Linked DNA regions of Xenopus laevis: region 1 is linked to region 2. Evidence: chromatin contacts called from public Hi-C data. All regions are on one chromosome and are shown on one strand. The core of a region is the stretch at or near the end of the contact, and the rest is flanking DNA. Distances in the headings are between cores, read along the strand shown. Region 1 overlaps epb41l4a.L (band 4.1-like protein 4A). Region 2 holds the start of epb41l4a.L (band 4.1-like protein 4A).

Evidence for each region. A called contact is a pair of places that touch in the nucleus more often than the background predicts.
Region 1: a contact with region 2 is called in a Hi-C map of the XTC cell line, with 6 times the contacts expected there. The contact joins the enhancer-like site here to the promoter of epb41l4a.L in region 2. A contact is called at or near these places in 3 of 4 Hi-C or Micro-C datasets (the XL177 cell line, the XTC cell line and animal cap).

The regions. Positions count from the first base shown.
Region 1 is chr1L:188,033,714-188,039,761 of Xenopus_laevis_v10.1, forward strand. epb41l4a.L (band 4.1-like protein 4A) reads left to right here. Exons shown (of 22, transcript XM_018264384.2): 16 at 111-158; 17 at 445-522. Among protein-coding and RNA genes, the nearest start is that of epb41l4a.L, 110 kb to the left of the region's middle. Within about 2 kb of position 3,453, at least 1 of the 7 cell types and tissues checked has an H3K27ac peak or open chromatin away from gene starts, as enhancers often do.
Region 2 is chr1L:187,922,229-187,927,883 of Xenopus_laevis_v10.1, forward strand. It overlaps epb41l4a.L (band 4.1-like protein 4A), which reads left to right and starts at 2,705. Exons shown (of 22, transcript XM_018264384.2): 1 at 2,705-2,923. The coding sequence starts at 2,825.

The DNA of each region.
Region 1 (6,048 bases), core at 2,203-4,702, 110 kb after region 2:
GCATCTATGGCCACCTCTAGATAGCATAGGGAATGCAAGCCTGTATGAAATTAATGATAAAAATGCTGAAAGTGTTCTTAACGCTCCTAACCACATGTTTGTGTTTGCAGGAAAGGACAGCACAGTGGTGATGATGGTGATCTAAAGCACAGAAGAAGGTATGTCACACAGATTCATTGCTTGCATAGTCCCTTGCAGTATCTGTGGGAAGAATTTACACAACTTGTAACAAAAAAAAGGAAACACTATAATAATTTTTAAAAAACTGCAATGGCCCTGAAAATATTTTGAGAAAATCAGGTTGGCACTATCTTTTTGTGTGTTCTGCTATGGAACCCAGTTTCCCGGATGGGTAATTTTATAGTACTGTATGAAGTCTATCTATTATTGCTGGCAGAATAATAATAATGTGTCCAAGGTGAAACTTTCATTGCTTCCATCTAGATCACGGTCTCGTTGCAACACAAGTAGCGGCAGTGAATCTGAAAACTGCAACAGAGAACACAGGAAGAAGAGAAACAGGTGAGCATGGAATGTGGGAAGGTAGCATAACTGTACTGCAGGTATTTCCACTTGGAAATTGTACTCATATGCCTGTCTTCAAAGCTTTGGCTGCACTTGCAGTGATTTTTTCAGGATAAAGAAATTGGTCAAGAAATATGACAACAGCCTCTTCCCATGTAGTCAGTGGAAATAGAGGGAGACAGAAAGGGATGCAGGGAAACCATGTTCAGTGTATTGTCTATTATGTTGAAAGAACTAGTATTGCTTACGATCTTACAGGCTTTCCATACAGGTCACATGGCTGAGAGCAAACAGCGTTAAGGTCCAAGTGACCTTATGTGAGAGTAGGCAAATAACTGTGTATAGTCAGTAAATCACGCATTATTGCACATAACTCCAGCCTTTTGTTTTTATTCATACTGTAGCTCCGTAGATTTTTCCAATCCAGAATAAAATAAGCAAAAGATTTCCTCACCTTTGACTTTTTTTTTTTATCCAGGGTCATCCAATGCTTTCCTTTTCAATGGGTAATTCACATTTTTAGTATGATGCAGAGATAATCTGATATAATTTGTAATTGGTCTTCGTTGTTTATTTTTTTTATTATTCAGCTTTTGGTTTAGCAGCTTTCCAGTTTGCAACTGCGGCAGTTATCTCATTGCGAGGGCCCGATTTACACGTTTAAATGAGATACTGGAAAGTAATAAAATGTAACAATATAATTGTAGCCTTGCAGAGCAATCATTTTTTAGCTCCGGTCCTGGGGTCAGTGACCCCTATTTAAAAAATGAGAAGTGGCAGAGCATGAAGACATAAAATTAAAAAACTATTTAAAAAAAGTCCAGTTGAAAAACTGCTACAAATTGAACATTCTATAACATAGTAAAGAAAATAACAGTCAACTACCCCTTTAAACAGTACCTCTGTGATACATACAACCAAAATTTGCCATATGCAGCCAGAGCAAATTCCAAGGGCAGTCTAGGTCCCCCTGGTGCAAAATTTGCTACAGTCATTGGGGGTCATTTATCAACACTGGGCAAATTTGCCAGTGGGCAGTAACCCATGGCAACCAATCAAATTGTTGCATTCATTGTTCTATTTGCAACTGGCTTAAAAAAACTAATAGGTTGCTATAGGTATTTGCCCATAGGCAAATTTGCACAGTGTTGATAAATGAGACCCACTGTCCCAATTCAAATACCTCAGTGTTCACCATTTTCTTTACCCCATACCTTGTACCTTTTCCTCTGCATATGGCAATGTATGGCTGTTTGTAACACAGAGGTATTGTTGCACGTGAATATATTCAGTTGGGACAAAATGAATGCATAATGTTTAGAACGAAATCCCTCCATATTCTTTTGACTACTGAAGCTGACATTTTTATATGTAAAGTAAGTAGAATTGACAGAACGGCATCATCTGTGCAGTTGGCAAGAGTTTTAAAGTCACATTAAGGATTAAATCAAATTCTGCAAAAAGGGCTAGCATTTCATAATCTACAATATCCATAAAATTCACTTTATCTCTCAGGTGAAACCATTATTGTATTATAATGTACATAGAACTGCTGCATACACAACTAGGAATGTTGAGCACCATCTAGTGGAATGAAGTAGCTTTGGCAGCCAGTGCCTCACTAACTTGTAATGTGGGGATTTACTCAAATGGCGATATAGGTATGGGATCCGTTATTCAGAAAGCTCCAAATTACAGAAAGCCCGTCTCCCGTATACTCCATTTAATCAAAATAATCCAGGTTTTTTAAAAATGTATTTCCTTTTTCTCTGTACTTGTAATGAATCCTTATTGGAAGCAAAACCAGTTTATTGGGTTTATTTAATGTTTACATGATTTTCCAATAAACTTAAGGTATGAAGATCCAAATTACAGAAAGATCCCTTATCCGGGAAACCCAAGCATTCTGGATAACAGGTCTCGTACGTTGTACATTCGAAGTGACATCGAAGCTCAGTGTAATTCAAGTTTTATTCACAACAGAGATTTTTCACAAGACAAGGCACTTTTTAGTTTCACACACAAAATATGGAGCCAAATAAATGAAAGTTCACTCTTCTGAAACCAGAACAGGCTGGTCTGCTGGCAGGCTCACTATTTTGGAAACCTGCTTTTTTACAATGTGCCCCCTATTAGCCAACCCAAACCAATAAATTAAATATTTCACTGTTTTTGGTGTTTTTCCCACTGCTGTATCTCTTCTTCTTTTACTTCCTGGACAGAGAGCTCACTCTCAGCCTCACTCTTTCCATACTTGAAATACTATCATTTTATCCTGAGTGAACACAGCCCCTGTTATTCTCTGCATCTACTCTGCCTTATAGGCTTTTCTAGGAGAGACATGCTTTCCCCTTAAGTTTTTTTCTGGATACTGCTCCACAGCATGTAGTAGCAGTATTTGTACGTAGAGCTGTCCAATTTCTTACATAAAAAAATATACAAAGAATATAATGAGGAACACCAGTACAATAAAAACAAAAAATAAATACAAATATACAATTTAAACAATAGTACAAAGTGTTAAGAGGCAAGAGTTCCCTGTTTTGTAGAGATAACACTATAATTCATAAATCTGTATAGATTTAGATAATGGCATACATAGAGTCACTGTTCTGTTTGCAGTGCTAATGTTTTTTTATAAAGAGGGGAATCAATGACTGGTTCTGAACACTGAATACAGTGGCAAAATGTCCTTATTTTCCCACTGTATGATGTGGCTCAAAGGGGATCTGTCATTTGTAGACCAAAAAAGTGGAGTGGATCATGCCATTGTACAGCCCTGGTCCTTGGATAATTCCAAAACAGTTAATATGGGAATCCAATATGTAGCTCTGGACCATTTCATTAGTGAGCCCTGTTCTGTACACAGAGATAAGTAACACTCCCATTATATCCCTGTGCCTTTGTCATATGGCAGCTAATTCTAATTCCAACCAACAATGGGTAAGAGAGAGGAACAATAGGTTTCTAAAGAGACAGACAAGAAGCTTTCTGTATCTATTGGTAGACTGAGATGTTCTAGCCCACTGACCTTTTTCCCAGCTATGTCTCCAGAATGAGTTTTACTGCAAGACACTGACAGGGGGAGGGTTTTTACATGTTATGAGATTTTTTTATATAGTTACATTAAATTAATGACCCTTTGAATGAAGACACTGGGCTGTGACAAAGGATTCACTGACCCAATGAAGACGGTTTCCCAAGCTGTTGAACTTTATGGCCTTCCATCCATGTGTCTCAGGAGCAGATTATTTTGTTGGCCAGGAAGCACTACTTAAATGAGCAAATAAATGCCAATGGAGGGATTCATAGGAGAACATAAAAATCACCTGAGTCACCTGTGTACACAGATATGCTGCTCTTGCTCTAAAAATGAGAAAAAAATGATTTGTTCCTTTGTCAAACAGTCTTCATTGATTGCTTGTATTCTAATTATCTCATTGTCAAGGGAACATCTCATCTGCTCTCTTATTTTTACATTACCACTCTATGGCACATTACTCTTCCAGCTCTGTGCCTGTCGTGATCAATACAGAAGACAGCTTTGTGATAAATTAATCAAATCACACCAGTAAAATGCAAAGCAAATGCTCATAAAGTGAATTACAATGAACTTCCACAAAACAGCTTGTCATTAAGGAGCAGACCTGCTCCAGCAATCTCATTAATGTTATAGCTAAACAAGAGCAGCCCACCAAACCTATAATACTTTGTATTACAAACATGTTACTTGTGGTTAGTTTACATAAACCTGCCGGAATCAGGCTCTGGAAGGGATAACTTTGATGTTGAGGGAGACATATTTAGCCCCTGGCTATACTCAAGCTGGACATACACGCACCAATCATATCATATGAAATTAAGAAATGCTAATCATACAAAAATTGGTATGTGTATGCCAGCCTAACATACCAACATCCATGTAATATGGATATCAGTCTGTTCTGGAATCAGACAGATTTTAATTTCTTCTGTTTATGATATTGGCTAGTTAGGGTTGCCACCTTTATGTCTGGCTGAGACCGGCGGGGGCGGGTCTGTGACGTCAGTTGGCATGTCTATGACGTCAGTGGGCGGACCCGTGCTGTCAGTCGGCACGGCGATCAGCAATTGGCCGATCACCGTGTCAATCAAGGGAATCCCGCCCAGTTTTCCTTATTTGGAAAACCGGGCAGGAAGTATAGACCCGGGAAGCCCCTCAAAATACTGGGCTGTCCGGGTCAAAACCGATCAGGTGGCAACCCTATGGCTAGTTCATGGTGCATCAGAAAATGTTCCAATTGTACCTGGAGCTTTCAAAAATGACTATACTATTACTACTATAGGACTGTAGTCCTACTGTGTGTGGTCACTCTTATGCTGGTCAGTCTCTTAAAGGGTTTGTTCACCTTTGAGTTAACTTTTAGTATTATTTAGGAGATATTCTAAGACAATTTGCAATTGGTTTTCATTTGTTATTATTTTTGTTTTTTGAGTTTCTGTATTAGGCTTTTTATTCGGCCACTGCATTTTGCAGCTTTAGCTGTCTGGTTGCCAAATGAACCTAGCAACCATGCATTGATTTGAATTACAGACTGGAATATGAATAGGAGAGGCCTGAATAGAAAGAGGAGTAATACAAAGTAGCAATAACATTACCTTTGTAGCCTTACAAGCATTTGTTTTTTAGTAGGGTCAGTGACCCCGTTTGAGAGCTGGAAAGAGTCCGAAGAAGAAGGCATATAATTCAAAAACAATAAAAAAAAAAAATAATGAAGACCAATTGAAAAGTTGCTTAGAATTGGCTGCTTCTATAACACACCAAAAGTTAACTTTAAGGTGAGCCATCCCTTTAACAATGAGTCAATTTGCAACTGGAATACAACTAACAAAGTAAAGGGCCATCTGTTAAATGCAGTGCAGGAAGGAGAAGCTTGAAGGAAAGCATGCCACTCCTTATGGTGGTAGTTATACAAGGTTGTTACAACAAGGCATAAGACCTGTTATCCAGAATGCTTGGGACCTGGGGTTTTCCAGATAACGGATCTCTCTGTAATTTGGATCTTCATACCTTGAGTCTACTAGAAAGATATTTAAACATTAAATAAACCCAATAGGCTGGTTTTGCCTCCAATAAGGATTAATTATATCTTAGTTGGGATCAGGTACAAGGCACTGTTTTGTTATTACAGAGAAAAATAAAATTTGGATTATTTCATTATAACGGAGTCCATAATTTGTCACTTTCTGGATAATGGGTTTCCGGGTAATGGATACCTGTTTTTTGATTTTTGCAGCATTTTTAGACCTGTTTTGGTCTAAAGGGTCAGAGTGAGAATGGTTGGGCCTTTGGTTAAATGTAGAAGGTTCTTCTCGTGGTCCTTCCTCAGAATGTAATCCTGTAAAATGATTTTAGGGTAATGGCACATGATGATTTGGGATGTTTTTTTACCCTGAAGTATTTGTGAAATGTTAATTTCCCTTGTTCACTGTGAATGGAACTGCCAGGCACTCATTGGGGATTTCCTATCGCAGAGAAAGGGC
Region 2 (5,655 bases), core at 1,455-3,954:
TAATTACTACAGGAAACAGATACTCAGTATATTAAAATGTAGTTATGTCAGTATAATGATTGGAGAAATGGTCAATGAGCTCTCCATTAGCTCCAGACATGCCAGTAAGATGAGGATGAGTGCATAAATAGATTGCGTGAAATCATTCCCTCACCTACACTTGCAGGAACAAGGGCCAAAAGCCAAAAAAACATGGGTGGTTTAGATTTAAGAAGAGACCAACAGTTATTAGAATAAAGTGTGTCACAGGTCTTTGTAATAGGACTCTTTATTTTTCTTAAAGCCCTTGAAATGAACAATATAAGTAATATTTTTTCCTACAGAGGCCACAGAAACCAAAGTATAATTTCCGTAATGAACTGGAACTAATTAAAGAGTGGGCATGAATGCGACTGGCAAGTTTCAGTGCTACATGATACATTTATTTAGAGGCAGATTTATCAAAATGTCTAGAGCTTAAAGAGATACTTACACCAGAAAATAATCTTTTTTTTTTTTTGATCTATCATAAAATTATCATTCAATACTATTTATAATTTTGCCATAAAAGTATTCATCTGATGCTTTTATATTACCGTTCTTACCCCCATGTTCCTGTATGAGGGGGCTGCCATATTTGTGCAGCAGGAGTCCGTTAACATTAGAAACTCTGACAAGTTGAGAAGGGACAGTCAGGTTGGCAAAACAGTCAGGTTTAGGAACTTCAAGTAACAATTCTTTAAGCAGACCTATCAGCAAAAAAATGATTAATGTGACCTATAGGTAACGTTTAATGTAGATTAATATTTTGAAAAGAAAAATCTTTAGTGTCGGTATCACTTTAATAAATAAAATCTCACCCAATTTTTATTTATTCCTATAGGATTTTCAGAACTGTATTTATCAAATGGTGAGTTCTTATTTATTAAGCTCTAAAAGCACATTTCATACCTCCCAACTCTCCCGTTTTCTGCGGGACAGCCCAATTTTGACAGCCCGGCCCGCAGCCCTGGGTTTATTACTGAAATATCCTGACTTTCTCTTTGATCTTATGCACTGATGCTAGAAAAAGATACAAAGTTGGATACATTTGTAACAATTTAAAATAAGCAAAGATACAATTGTAACTATTTAGAATAAGCAAGTCTCTTGTGAGAACTGAGACTAGCAGCTTAAAGGGGTGGTTCACCTTTAATTTAACTTTTATTATGTTATAAAATGGCCAATTCTAAGCAACCTTTCAATTGGTTTTCATTATTTATTTTTTATAGTTTTATAGTTATTTGCCTTTTTCTTCTGACTCTTTGCAGCTTTCAAATGGGCGTCGCTGACTCTTTTCTAAAAAACAAATGCTCTGTAAGGCTACACATGTAATGTTATTGCTGCTTTTTATTACTGATCTTTCTATTCAGGCCCACTCCTATTCATATTCCGGTCTCTTATTCAAATCAATGCATGGTTGCTAGGGTAATTTGGACCTGTTTGCTTAAGATGCAATTTAAAGAGCTGCTGAATAAAAAACTAAATAAGTCAAAAACCTTCAATAATAAAAAATGAATACCAATTGCAAATTGTCTCAGAATTTCACTCCCTACATCATACTAAGGGGCAAATTTACTAAGTGGCGAAAATTTGTCAGCGACGGCTTCGCAGGCAGCGCAACACTTCACTAGGCGAAAAATCAGTCAGACAACGCTAATTCACTAACATGCGAAGTTGCGTCCAGGGTGCCGAACACTGGTGAAGTTGCACTAGCGTTAATTTGGCAAGCAGATCGAAGTTGCGCTAGCATTGGCTAATTTGCATACGGCGGGAAGTTAACGTTGAATGGACGTATATGTTGCAGCAAATACATTACATTACACAAGGCCAGGGAAGCTTAATAAAATAAAATAGAGTTGTTATATTGCCCTACACATGTGCCCAGTGTATAGTTTATGTGCCATATGGAAATGTAGGGTGAAGCCGGTTACCCCAAAAGAAATTTACGCTCTTTTGCAGCCTATCACCCTGAAAGAAGGAAAAGACACCAGTCTTTTTTGGGACTTAGAAAAAAAAAATTTTCACCTAAATTTTGAGGAAGTCCTATCTACTCGATTGTTACCTCTTGAGCACAGTCTGGCGCAAGAAGTAATGTTCAGTAAAATCCACATCTTAGTGAATTAGCTTAGTTACGTCCCTTCGCCAGAGCGCAACTTCGTCTGGCGATTGAGTGCGAATGAGCGCCAGCGTCCGTTAGCGAAGTTACATCCGTTAGTAAATCCGCGAAGTACCGAAACGATGGCGAAAATTCGCCAGCGTTAATCAGTTCGCCCATTAGTAAATTTGCCCCCTAAAGTTATCTTAATGGTGAACAACCCCTTTAAAGGCCAATTGACTTTCATTAGCAAAACATAAACATATGGCACTGAAACTCCCAGAAATGTGTTCAAACTTTCATAACCTGCCAAATGTTGTAAAATGGACATGGTACTCAGGGGATGTGGCCATACAATGGACGTGGCCAGAGCGGCACAACCATTTTGTCCCATTTTCCAATTGTTAGAAGATTTGCATTTTGATAAATCTGCCCCTTAATCGCCAAAGGAGCGTCACGAGCAGTACCCTCATATTTCCACTAGAGGGAGTACTCAGCACGCACGGCTGCTAAACCTGCTTGTGTAGAGGTAGCCCTATCCAATCGCGGGGGATGGAACAGGAGCCTAGGAAACTCCCCGTCTCTAGGCAGGCCCAAGAGGAGGAGGGAGGGGGGGACAGAGTAGCGTGGGGAGGGCTCGGTCTCCCTGTATGTGGCACCGAGCGGCTTTTCCCTGCTCCCTGGCTCCTCGCAGCCCCCGGACTAGGGATGGGTTGTTTCTGCGCAGTCCCGGAGGAATTCTATTGTGAAGTTTTGTTACTGGATGAGTCCAAGTTACCTCTAACCAGCCAACAGCACGGGGTGAAGGTAAGTGTGCCCGCTGCCCTGAGTGGCATAGCAACCTGTCTGCAGCCGGTATCACAGCAAGGGCTGCTCCTGAGCTCCTGCTGGAAGGCACTATAAAATCGTCTGGGTGTCGCCCAGGCTCTATTGGCTACACCATGGCATGTGCCCTTTGTCTAGCACTGCTTACCCACGATAACTTTCTCAGTTACAGCAGCATGAGCAGAATTCTCTTTATCCATCATTAATACTGTCATGTGCAGCTGCAGTCTCAGCCCCCACGTCCAATGAGCTCACAGGGCTCTGCGTGACCCAAAGGTTCTGGCCACAATCCTGTGTCTATTAGACAAAAGCTGATGGTGTCCAGGACATGCTCATGAGTCAGAGCCTTCTGACAGCTCCTGGGAGTGACGCTGAGAGTTACAGTTCAGAAGCTGAAGGGGGGATCAATTTCTACTGCACATTGATAAGGTATTCTGGAACTTTTCTGCATTATTTGAATGACAAGTAGGTTCTAGACAGACTTGTAGGGCTCAGGTTTTAGTGATTGTGGCTACAGATCCATATATATTTATATATATGAAGCACAGAAGCAAAGATTGATCTGATATCAATACTAGCATATGCTTATCATTAGTGCTGGTGCACCTGCTGGGTGCTAAGTGCATGATCAAGCGCTGTCACAAATCATTGAGCACATTTGCTTTTGATTGTGTGTCTGTTCAAGCCAAGCATTGTACATAACTTGCAGCAGGCAGGGCAACAGCAGCACATGCTCTGCATGTTTGAAAAGTCCAGCTCTGTGTCATGATGATGGAGCTTGTAGGAGTGACTTTCAGCACAATGCAGAATGCTCTCTAGAAAACCCCAGTGTTACATTTTTAAAGAGTGCCAAAGACTGGTGCTAAAATCATTTTTTGCTGATTTCCACACTGGGGACTTGCCCCCCAACTGTATTCATGGTGGGGATGGCTGTGTAGAAATGAATCAGCTGTTTGTCTTCCTGGCCATCATTTGCCCAAATAAATCCTTTATGACTGAGAGGTAATAATCTCTCCTTATCTGCATGTGCTTCTTAACAGCATCAGCTAAGGGCTGACAATCTTCAAAGGCCGACCGGTTTTAATAGAAGTATCAGCTAAAATGTGTGTGGTTATTTCATTATGATACATATACATCGCTGGAAGATGATCTGTATTGGTGGATTTAACAAGGCAATTTTATGGCTTAGAGGTGGCCATACATGGGTCCTATATTTGCTTAAGGTGAAGGCATTTTATTGGGTGTATCTGAAAATCATAGGGCAGTGCCACACAAGGCCGTTGGTTGCCCCTATAGTTGTTGCAAATGCTGCTACAACCTTTGTACTAGAGCCCTATTGATAGTTGTGACATAGGGTCACTTTTTATTATTGTATTTTTTTTTTATAGTTTCTAGCATTAAATGGCAGAAGTACTGGAAGAGATATAATCTGTTTACAGTATATGTGGGCTTTCTTAAGCAATTTTATTATTTGTCCTGGTGTTTACAGGTAAATGGAAGATATTTACCTTTTCAGTACATTAGGTTAATGTTGAAAATGCTGTTTACCTTTTGTTTTTATTAAAATGAATCATTTTTATTTCTTTATATAACAATGGGTATGGTGAATGAAGACTTTGCCCCTAAGTTCTTCACCTAGACCTGACAAGTCTCTATAGGTATGGGAGAAATGCTATCTTCCACTCTTCTTTTGCATATCAAACTCCTATTTTGTATACAGGTGTGGGATTTATTATCCGGAAATCCGAGATCCAGAAAGCCCCAAATTACAGAAAGGACATCTCCCATAGACTCCATTTTATCCAAATAATCCATTTCTTTTAAAATGATTTACTTTTTTTCTCTGTAACAATAAAACAGTACCTTATACTTGATCCAAACTAAGATATGATTAATCCTTATTGGAAGCAAAACCAGCCTATTGGGTTTATTTAATGTTTACATAATTTTCTAGTAGACCTAAAATATCCAAATTATGGAAAAATTCATTACCCAAAATGAAATTATACCAAATCCCCTATTTGACCACCCACATTCAGATCATAATAGGTGTCTATGCAGGACCATATACATGCATCAATGTGGCCCTTATCCAATGGAATTTTTAAACTTTATCCATCAGAGAGGGTCCATACATTGGCATATAAACTGAAGGGCTTGTAGGGATCATCTTCAACTGAGATGTGAGCACAGGCTTGCATTGTGTAAAAGTTAAACTAGCATTGCTGCACACTCAGCCAATAGCACAAACTGACCCTTATCCCTCTTCTATTGTATACAAATATATTTTGGCACCTTGATGGTAAATAGTCTGTGTAAAGCTCCCCATAGACGCAAAGATTTTTCTTGCCGAACGACCGATTTTACCGAAGTCCGACCAATCCTTCGAAATTATCGTGCGGTTAGTGGGATTCGAACGATCGTACATCTTGCGATTTTTCGGCCGACATCTGTCAGAAAATTGATCGGCAATCTATCTATGTTTGCAGGGACAAGCAGGCAGCTCCCCTTTGTTTTACTGCCAAATGGTCTTTTTAGTTGATGGACAATTCATACGATCTTTTCAAGATAATCGTGGTCTCACGATGACGATCGGATCTTTTAAAAATCTTTACATCTATGGCCAGTTTAAATGAGTGTTTTGATCTTTACATGGCCAGCTTAAGCCTTGTATTACTAAAGTTCTTCCTAATGCAAAATGTGGTTCCATGCAA